Linked DNA regions of Mus musculus: region 1 is linked to region 2. A link is a contact called in public HiChIP or PLAC-seq data. All regions are on one chromosome and are shown on one strand. The core of a region is the stretch at or near the end of the contact, and the rest is flanking DNA. Distances in the headings are between cores, read along the strand shown.

The links. HiChIP or PLAC-seq counts read pairs in DNA pulled down with a chosen protein or histone mark.
Region 1: a contact with region 2 is called in a BATF HiChIP or PLAC-seq map of CD8 T cells, with 5 read pairs. The contact joins two enhancer-like sites. A contact is called at or near these places in 1 of 39 promoter capture datasets (embryonic stem cells), 3 of 484 Hi-C or Micro-C datasets (the AML12 cell line, differentiating embryonic stem cells and embryonic stem cells), 6 of 115 datasets of contacts at active chromatin or transcription factors (CD8 T cells, cardiomyocytes, double positive thymocytes and 3 more) and 1 of 9 other capture datasets (liver).

The regions. Positions count from the first base shown.
Region 1 is chr6:130,234,497-130,239,079 of GRCm38.p6, reverse strand. No RefSeq gene overlaps it. Among named protein-coding and RNA genes, the nearest start is that of Klra7, 5.1 kb to the right of the region's middle. Within about 2 kb of position 1,534, at least 14 of the 459 cell types and tissues checked have an H3K27ac peak or open chromatin away from gene starts, as enhancers often do. A contact at or near this core is called in CD8 T cells, where this site is marked.
Region 2 is chr6:130,029,766-130,033,762 of GRCm38.p6, reverse strand. No RefSeq gene overlaps it. Among named protein-coding and RNA genes, the nearest start is that of Klra6, 4.8 kb to the right of the region's middle. Within about 2 kb of position 1,967, at least 8 of the 459 cell types and tissues checked have an H3K27ac peak or open chromatin away from gene starts, as enhancers often do. A contact at or near this core is called in CD8 T cells, where this site is marked.

The sequences.
Region 1 (4,583 bases), core at 285-2,784, 210 kb before region 2:
CTCTTTAAAAACCATGCATATGAGATCTACTCAGGTGCCACAAACATTTATTTCTTCTTTTTAATCTGTCATCATTGCACAAAGTGTCTCACAAAAATAACTTCAATATACACTAATCACTTATTATTTCAGTAATGCTGAAAAATAATTTTGCTTGCTGGACAAAATTAGTATTATCGAAAAGAATTTCTATCTTTTTAAATTATTTTTTATATTTAATTTGTTTTAAATATTTATTATTTTTTTGTGTGGATGTATGTGCATGTGTGTACATAGATATACATATAAGTAATTCTATATTCTGTGCATGTTGTCAATACAGTGTTTCCTTAACTCATGACCTTCAACAATATAAGCTTCAAATTTTAATAACTGTCTGTTTGATTGTTTGTTTTGGTGGTAATAAAATCACTACAGTCAAAGGAGACTGTACATATTTCAGTATGGCAAGTCTTCATGATGATGACTGTGGTAAAAGACAGCCATATATCTGTGAAAAGAGAATGGACTAAGTCCCTGCATCAGTGAGCAGTGCAAAGGAAAGTTAAAAATAAAATGTTGTCTTCTTTGTGTGTTTCATGCAAAGCTTTGTGACTAGTTATCAGCTAAAAGTTTTAACCATAGGTCTCAGTCTGCTGTGTGAACAGAGAGATGAGCTGTTAAGGCAAGAAATGTTCTGAAATCTGGCTTAACAGAGCAGAAGTCATCTTCCCTCCTCGTACACAGAGCAGCTTGGGTCAGGAGAATGGACACCCTTTGCTCCCTGGGGAGTCATGTTTTTCCTGAATGACACACAGAGCCATGTAGAGAACCTTATAAATAGGGCACATACCACATCGTCACTAGGATATTTCTATATCCCAGGACTTTGACTGCACAAATAATAACTAGTTTGTAGTTGTTAGTGTCTGTTGGTTAGTTACTATTTGCTGTTCTTTGCTGTAGATAAATTTAGCCTTTAAATTTTTTTTTGCTGTCAAATATAATTTCAGACTTCATGACTAGTTACTGGTTATTGCTTATTACATTCCTGAATCATCTTCTTCATTTCCTTGCTCTGAGTGCTTGAGCCCATCAAGGACTATGTGTTTAGGCATATAAGGCAGTGTTAAAATTGCTATGAGTATAAATGAACAGTGTAAATGCAAGAACAGGAAATCTCAAAATAGAGCTGTTTGTGGTTTTCCTAAGATCTGTGAAGTTTACCATATTTCATGATATAAATGTTGCACCTTAAAAGACAGATGCACCAAGAGGTGGGACACTGGCCTGGATAAGCAAGTCCTCCCAGTGAAGCAAGTGATCAGCCTATTCTTGTGGGATGGTGACTATACCAGGTTTCCCTGGCCTCAGCCCGGGACAGGAAGAGCAGATTGCAACTGTGCAATGATAGTACTACAGTCCAAGGATCTGACTGGAAGGTTTGAATGTGGGATTAATATTGTGTCTCTGTCGACATAAAGGATTGGGCAGTTATGGTTTCAGAACTAAAGTCATTTACAACAAAGCCAGGGAAATAAATATATATGCATATACACATATACATTCACACACAGATACATAGACAGAGACACACAATATATATATATATGTGTGTGTGTACATATGTATATGTATTTTTGTATGTTTATGTGTGGTTTTGGTTGCTGTTTGTTTGTTTGTTTTCACAAAAATGTGTTTAGAAGATAGAACTTAAGAAAACAAAAACCTTTTTTCTCCTTTTCAACTCCTCTGTTTTATTACCTGGTAATGCAAGTTCTTTACTTCCTATATTATGCTGTACTTTGGTTAAAGAAGCAAAACTGGAGTGTCACTCAATTTCATTCCATCTGCAGCACTGTATCTTTCAGTGATAATGATGCTCTTTAACAGTTTACATTCATCTCTAAATTCAGAACTCAGTTGCACAGAGCTTAGAGGAAGCTACTGCTCTTTTGCTTTACAGTTTGGGGACTGCTCCTATATCTGTTTAAACAAACCAACAAAGAAGCCCATTCTGTGTTCAGTTTCTAATAACTAACCTCCTTCTTCATCAAGCACACTGGTGGGCTGCTCAGATTCTGCTAATGCTATAGTCACAATAATCAACAAACATCTCTGGAGTTCCTTCTCACAGTATTTGCAGGATGCTACAGAAGGCAATGAATATTTGGAAAGCACAAAGTCGTGTGCCCTTGGCATGTGTTTAGCCTCCTTGTTAAGGATGACACTCTGTCAGCAGAGATAAGGATGCAAGAAGATCTCTGTGCCATTATTATTTCTGTGGACAGTGTGATATAAACCTATCAGATGAAGGAGGAGCAGGTTCTCTAGAGCTTCAATAGTTCAGGGCTGTAGATGTGTCAGTTTCTCTCTTTTTCTCATGTAGCCTCCCTGTGCTGTTCTTCAAAACACTTGCACTCTTTGAAATGATAAGGTAGAAAATCTGCCCTGTTTTCTGTGTTCTTGAGGCTGGAAGGCTTAAAAGCAAACTTTTCTTGAAATATATGAGCTTCTGCCTATACTCCTGATTGAAGTTAATCAGAACCTAGGAAGGAGGTGACACACTCTTGACTAACACTCTTGACTACATGAAAACATAGGCTTGAAGACTCGGGATTTTGCTCAGTTTCATATGCTAAAGTAACTGGAATATTGTCCTGGAATTGACAATATTTTGTGTTCATTGTAACTTTCTACCCATTTTCAGGTTATGATTACAAACATTATTTAAACTGGATGTGGTAATTCATACCTTAATCCCAAAACTTGGGAAAGAGATTCGGACAAACCAGGTGTCTATAGTGAGTTTCAGGTCAGCCAGGGCTAAATAGTGAAACCCTGTCTCAGATACAACAAAACACAACAAAAGCTATTTGTATATCTTTTTAAACCTTCACAGCAACCTTTTAAAGAAATGACTGTTCTAAATTGTGTGGTCAAAGAATTTGTGAATGATGGGACTTATAAGAGATCTCAAAAACCATGGTTGGTGTTTTCGCTCATGTCTACCCAGCACCAAGATTCATACATTTTGGAAAGATGAAACCCCAGCCATTCTAAATGCTCATTGTGTCCATAATTTGTGCTTAATGATGTATTTGAAGCATAGTCTCAGTATTAGATATACAGTGTCCTTAATGAGTTGGCTGACTTATTCAGTCTTTCCTGTGGAAAGCTGAGACAGCACAAGCATCTGCCTGCAGAGGGACACAGAAACCACTTTCTTCAACACTGCTGCTACTTCTCCCCACTTCACATATTCTCTAAGTGTGTGTGTGTGTGTGTGTGTGTGTGTGTGTGTGTGTGTGTGTTCAAAATAGAGGGATTACTCTGGGGAAGGGGATAGAGACACAACAGACTAGCTGGAGGTATTATGGAAGCATCCACACTGTACTCAAGGAACATCTCTTATACTTATGAAATAATATCTGTCATCTGTGTCAGGGGACCTTGGGTGCATGATAATGGCAGACTTGAGTGGTGACTCAGAGATATATGAGTTAAATAACCAAAAATAAATGGACTTTTGAAATATCTATGAGTATTAAAGCACTGGCCCCACCAAGCCTGATGATATCCCCGAATTTGATCTGTGGAATCCTTGGTAGAAGAAAAGAACTACCCCCCCATAACCCATCAAAGTTGTCCTTTGACCACCATGTACACCCCATGACAAATATACACTCAAACTCTCTTTCCCGACTCTCTCTCTCTCTCTCTCTCTCTCTCTCTCTCTCTCACACACACACACACACACACACACACACACACTCACACACATACACTTGATTTGAAGAACAATTTAAACTGTTTCATCAAAAACAAGCCAGCATGTTTGAAAAGCTACAATCAAATGAAAGTACAGATTAGCGAGTGACTTGAATATATTTATCATGGCAACAGACAATTGAAATCAAATAGTTTTAATTTTTACATCCTCTCATTATTCTATTATTATTATTATTATTATTATTATTATTAATCATTGTTTTTGCTACTATCATTGTCATTTGTATTATTATTTTTTTATCATTATTGTATGATACGTGGTTAATGCTTTGTATATGCCAAGCATGGTTCTACACTAAACTGCTCCCTCAATCCCAGTGAAGTGTCTGAAGTATTCAGCATGTGCAGCCTCACTAGTAATGTGCACAGCAAGAACTTTGAATGGAGGGCTATTGATGCAAAAATCAGCTTTCACCTTATATGGAATGAAAGATACTATATTCTGGAACCATTTAGAGTGACCATGGCTCCATTTTCCAATGTGGGAGAAGGTGCATTGAGTTTTATAGTTTTAAAGAAGCTAAAAAGTCATAAATCCAGACAATTTCAGCATACATTGGTGGATATATCAGAGAGGTAGTTGCAGCAAGATGGGGAAAACTGTTCCATAGGTCATCAGAGGACATTCTTAGCCTTCAGTTTTGTGGAAGCTAGTGGTCTGTTATATTCATATATTTCGTGAAATTTTTATCTACCGGTAACAGGATGTTTGTTCTGACACAGGTTACTTAGAGGTTACCTAGCCTCTGGTAACAATTATTCCGAGATCCACAACACTACAAAGTCCTCACTTCTCTCTGTGTTAAATCCTT
Region 2 (3,997 bases), core at 718-3,217:
CTCAGTTGAGGGACATCTGGGTTCTTTCCACCTTCTGGATATTAAAAATAAGGCTGCTATTAACACAGTGGAACATGTGTCCTTGTTATATGTTAGAACAGCTTCTGGGTACATGCCCAAGAGTGGTATTGCTGGGTCCTCAGGTAGTATTATGTCCACTTTTATCAGGAACAATCAAAGTGATTTCCAGAGTGGTTGTACCAGCTTGCAATCCCATCAAAAAGTTGAGGAGTATTCCTCTTTCTCTAGATATTTGCCAGCATCTGCTGTCATCTGAGTTTTTTCTCTTAGCCATTCTGATTGGTATGAGGTGGAATTTCAGGGTTGTTTTGATTTACATTTTCCTCATCACTAAGGATGCTGAACATTTATTTCTTTAGTTTTATCTCAGCCATCCGATATTCCTCAGTTGAGAATTCTTTGTTTAGCTCTGTATCACATTTTAAATAGGGTTATTGGATTCTCTAGAGTCTAACTTCTTCAGTTCATTGTATATACTGGATATTAGACCTCTAATAGTCTGTTAAATAGCAATCGTGAAATTAAATAAGCCATCCCCTCTGATGTTTGTTTGGTTCAGTGTCCAGGATGAGACATAGAACTCAAGTAAGGGAGACACCCAAGAATCAATGAAGGTAGCTTTAGATGTGCACAGTATATTGGATACATGGAACCTAAACAGACCTATTAGGGCCATTTGTGTTCAAACTAGTAATCTTAAGGCAACATATATAAGGTTTTATTAGTTCTGTAATGCTATAAGTTTAACAACAGTTGAATCAAAATGAAGAGAGGAGGACTCACTTATTTTCTTGGTTCTCGTGGCTTGTGTCTCAACACTTGGAGTAGTTTTACAATCATTGTCACTCCCTGGGAGACTGACAATCCAGTGGTTGTTTGGTCAACAATGGTTTGACCCTCAGTAGTCCTAGAGTGGCATGGAAAAACTTTAGTATTCCCAGGGAGCAGCTGTTTCTTCGCCCATGTTGGATGCCTGGAAATGCTTGCACTAAAATCGGCTGCTTCAGCTTTGTAGTGATTTGAAACGAAAAGCAACCAGAAAAATATGTCCTTAGACTAAAAAATCACTTAGATGTTAAATGTGGGTGGGTTTTCTTATCAAATCTGGGTGCTATTTAAGAGTAGCTACTAGCAATATGTCTACTCCATACTGTTATCAAGACTATGCATAATATCTGAGATTACTTGAATATTGTGCTATTATTCTTCTATGTCTTAGTTAAAATGTGTGAAAGCTGTTTGTTACAAAGATTAAGGTATAAGTTGAACCTCAGGTAGGATTTTGAATTTAATATTGGGATCCCTAGGCTTATTGGATGATGAGCCAGCAAAAAAACTTCTCATGAAAATAAGAAAAAAATACATTTTCAAAACTACAAATAATACAAAGGCCGGATATGGTAGATCACCCTGTCATCCAAGAGTTCACAAGTTAGGAGGAATAAGATCATGTGTTTCTGGGCTGCCTCAACTGCATTGTCATCCTGAACTACAGCAGACCATACACCAGGAAAAAGAAATAAATTATAGACAATGAGTGCTTTAAGGATGATGATCTGATCCTGAAGACTCCACAGAGGATGCAGTGGAGCTGGATTAAAGTCTCTTCTCTGAAGTATGACACAGTGAGAGAAAAAGGGACTGAAGAGGCAAAGGTCTTATGGATTTTTTCCTTACTGTCTTCTCCAAAAGTGAATAATTGTATCCCTGGGTATTAAAGAGTCCTGATATCCACAAGAAACCCTTATGTGGGCCCCTGTTATCATGTTTATTACATTCCTGGATCATCTTCCTCATTCCTTGCACTCAGTGCTTGAGCCCATCAAGGATTATATGTGTTGGCATATAAGGCAGAAAGTTAAAATAGCTGTGAGTATAAATGCACAGGGTGGATACAAGCACAGGAAATCTCAAAATAGAGCTGTTTGTGGTTTTCCTGAGACCTGTGAAGTTTACCATATTTCATGGTGTAAATGTTGCACCTTAAAAACAGATGCACCAAGAGGTGGGATACTGGCCAGGATAAACAAGTCCTCCCAGTGAAGCAAGTGATCAGCCCTTTCCTGTAGTCTGGTGACTACAACAGGTTTTCCTCACCTCAGCCTGGGACAGGAAAAGCAGCTTGCAGCTGTGCAATGATAGCACTATTGTCCAAGGTGCTGACTGGAAGGTTTGAATGTGGGATTAATATTGTATCTGTCTCAATATAAAGGATTGGACAATTGTGGTTCCAAAACTAAAGTCTTTTACAATAAAACCGGGAAAATAAATATATATGCATACATATGCATATATATATGTATATATGTATATGTATTTTTTGTGTTTATGTTTTGTTTGTTGTCTGCTTTTTTCAAAAAAAAAATGAATTTAGAAGACAGAACTTAAGAAAACAAAATATTTTGTCCTTTCTCACTCCTCTGGTTTATTAGCTGGTCATGTGAATTCGCTACTTCCTATATTATGCTGCACGTTGGTAAGGAAACAAAACTGGACTGTCACTAAATTTCACTACAACTGCTGTCACTATATCTTTCAATGATAATTTTGTTCCTTAACAGTTTACATTCATCTATAAATTCAGAGCTCAGTTGTACAAGGCATAGAGGAAACTGCTACTCTTTGCCTGTGCAGTTTTGGGCATAATCCTATATCGGTTTAAACAAACAAATATACAAACAAAAAATAAACACCCTCTCTATTAAGTTTCTATTAACTACCCTCCTTCTTCATTGAACACACTGGAAAGTCTCTATGCTCCTGATTATGCTATAGTCACAGTAATGAACAAACAGCTCTGAAGTTTGTGCTCACAGTCTTTACATGCTGTTAGACAAGACAAACAATATGCTTAAAGCACAAAGAAATGTGCCCTCTCTATGTGGTTTGCCTCCTTGTAAAGATGAGACCCTCTCAGCAAAGATAAGCAGGCAAGAAGGCCTCAATACAATTAATATTTCTGTTGGCAGTGTGATATAAACCTCTCAGATGAGGGAGGGACATGTTCTGTAGAGCAACAATGTTGCAGTGCTGTAGAAGTGTCAGCTTCTCTCTTTTTCTCATGCACTCTCCCTGTCCTGTCCTTTAAAACACCTGCACTCTTTGAAATGATCAGGTAGAAAATCTACCCCATTTTGTGTCTTAGAGTATCTTCTTTAGACTAGAAGGCTCAAAAAAAGTTTTCTTGAAATATATGAGCTCTGTCTATACTCCTGATTACAATGATTCGAAGCCTAGGAAGTAGGTGAAACACTCTTAACTACGTGAAAAACACAGGCTTGAAGGCTCAGTGTTTTGCTCAGTTTTATAGGTTTTAAAAAAATGGAATGTTGCACTGCAAATAATAATTTTCAATGTTGAATGCATCTTTCTACCCATTTACCAGATTATCATTACAAACTTTATTTGAAACTGAGTGTGTTGATTCATACCTTATGCCTAGAACTTGGGAAACAAACTCAGGCAAACCAGGTTCCTATAGTGAGGTGCAGGCCAGCCAGGGTTAAATAGTGAAACACTTTCTCAGACATAACAAAACACATCAAAAGCTATTTGTGTATCTTTTTAAACCTTCAAAGCAACTTTGTAAAGAAATGGCTGGAGTAATTTATGTGGTAAAAGAACTTTTTAATGATGGGAATTATGAGAAGTCACGAGCCTAGGTTGGTGCTTCCACTCATGTCTACTCATTTCACAGACTCATGAATTGTGGGAAGACAAGGCCCAGGTCCTTCTATGTTCTCATTGTATCCATATCCTGTGCAGGTGTTAATGGTGCATTTGAAGCATAGGCTCAGTGTTAGATATACAGTGTCCTTAAGTAAGTTGGCTGACTTCTTCAGAGTCTTTCATGTGGAAAGCTGAGACAGCACAAGCATATGCCTGCACAGGGACACTACAACCACTTTCTTTAAAACTGCTGCTACTCCTTTCCCACATTGTCTAAGGGTGTGTGTGTGTGTGTGTGTGTGTGTGT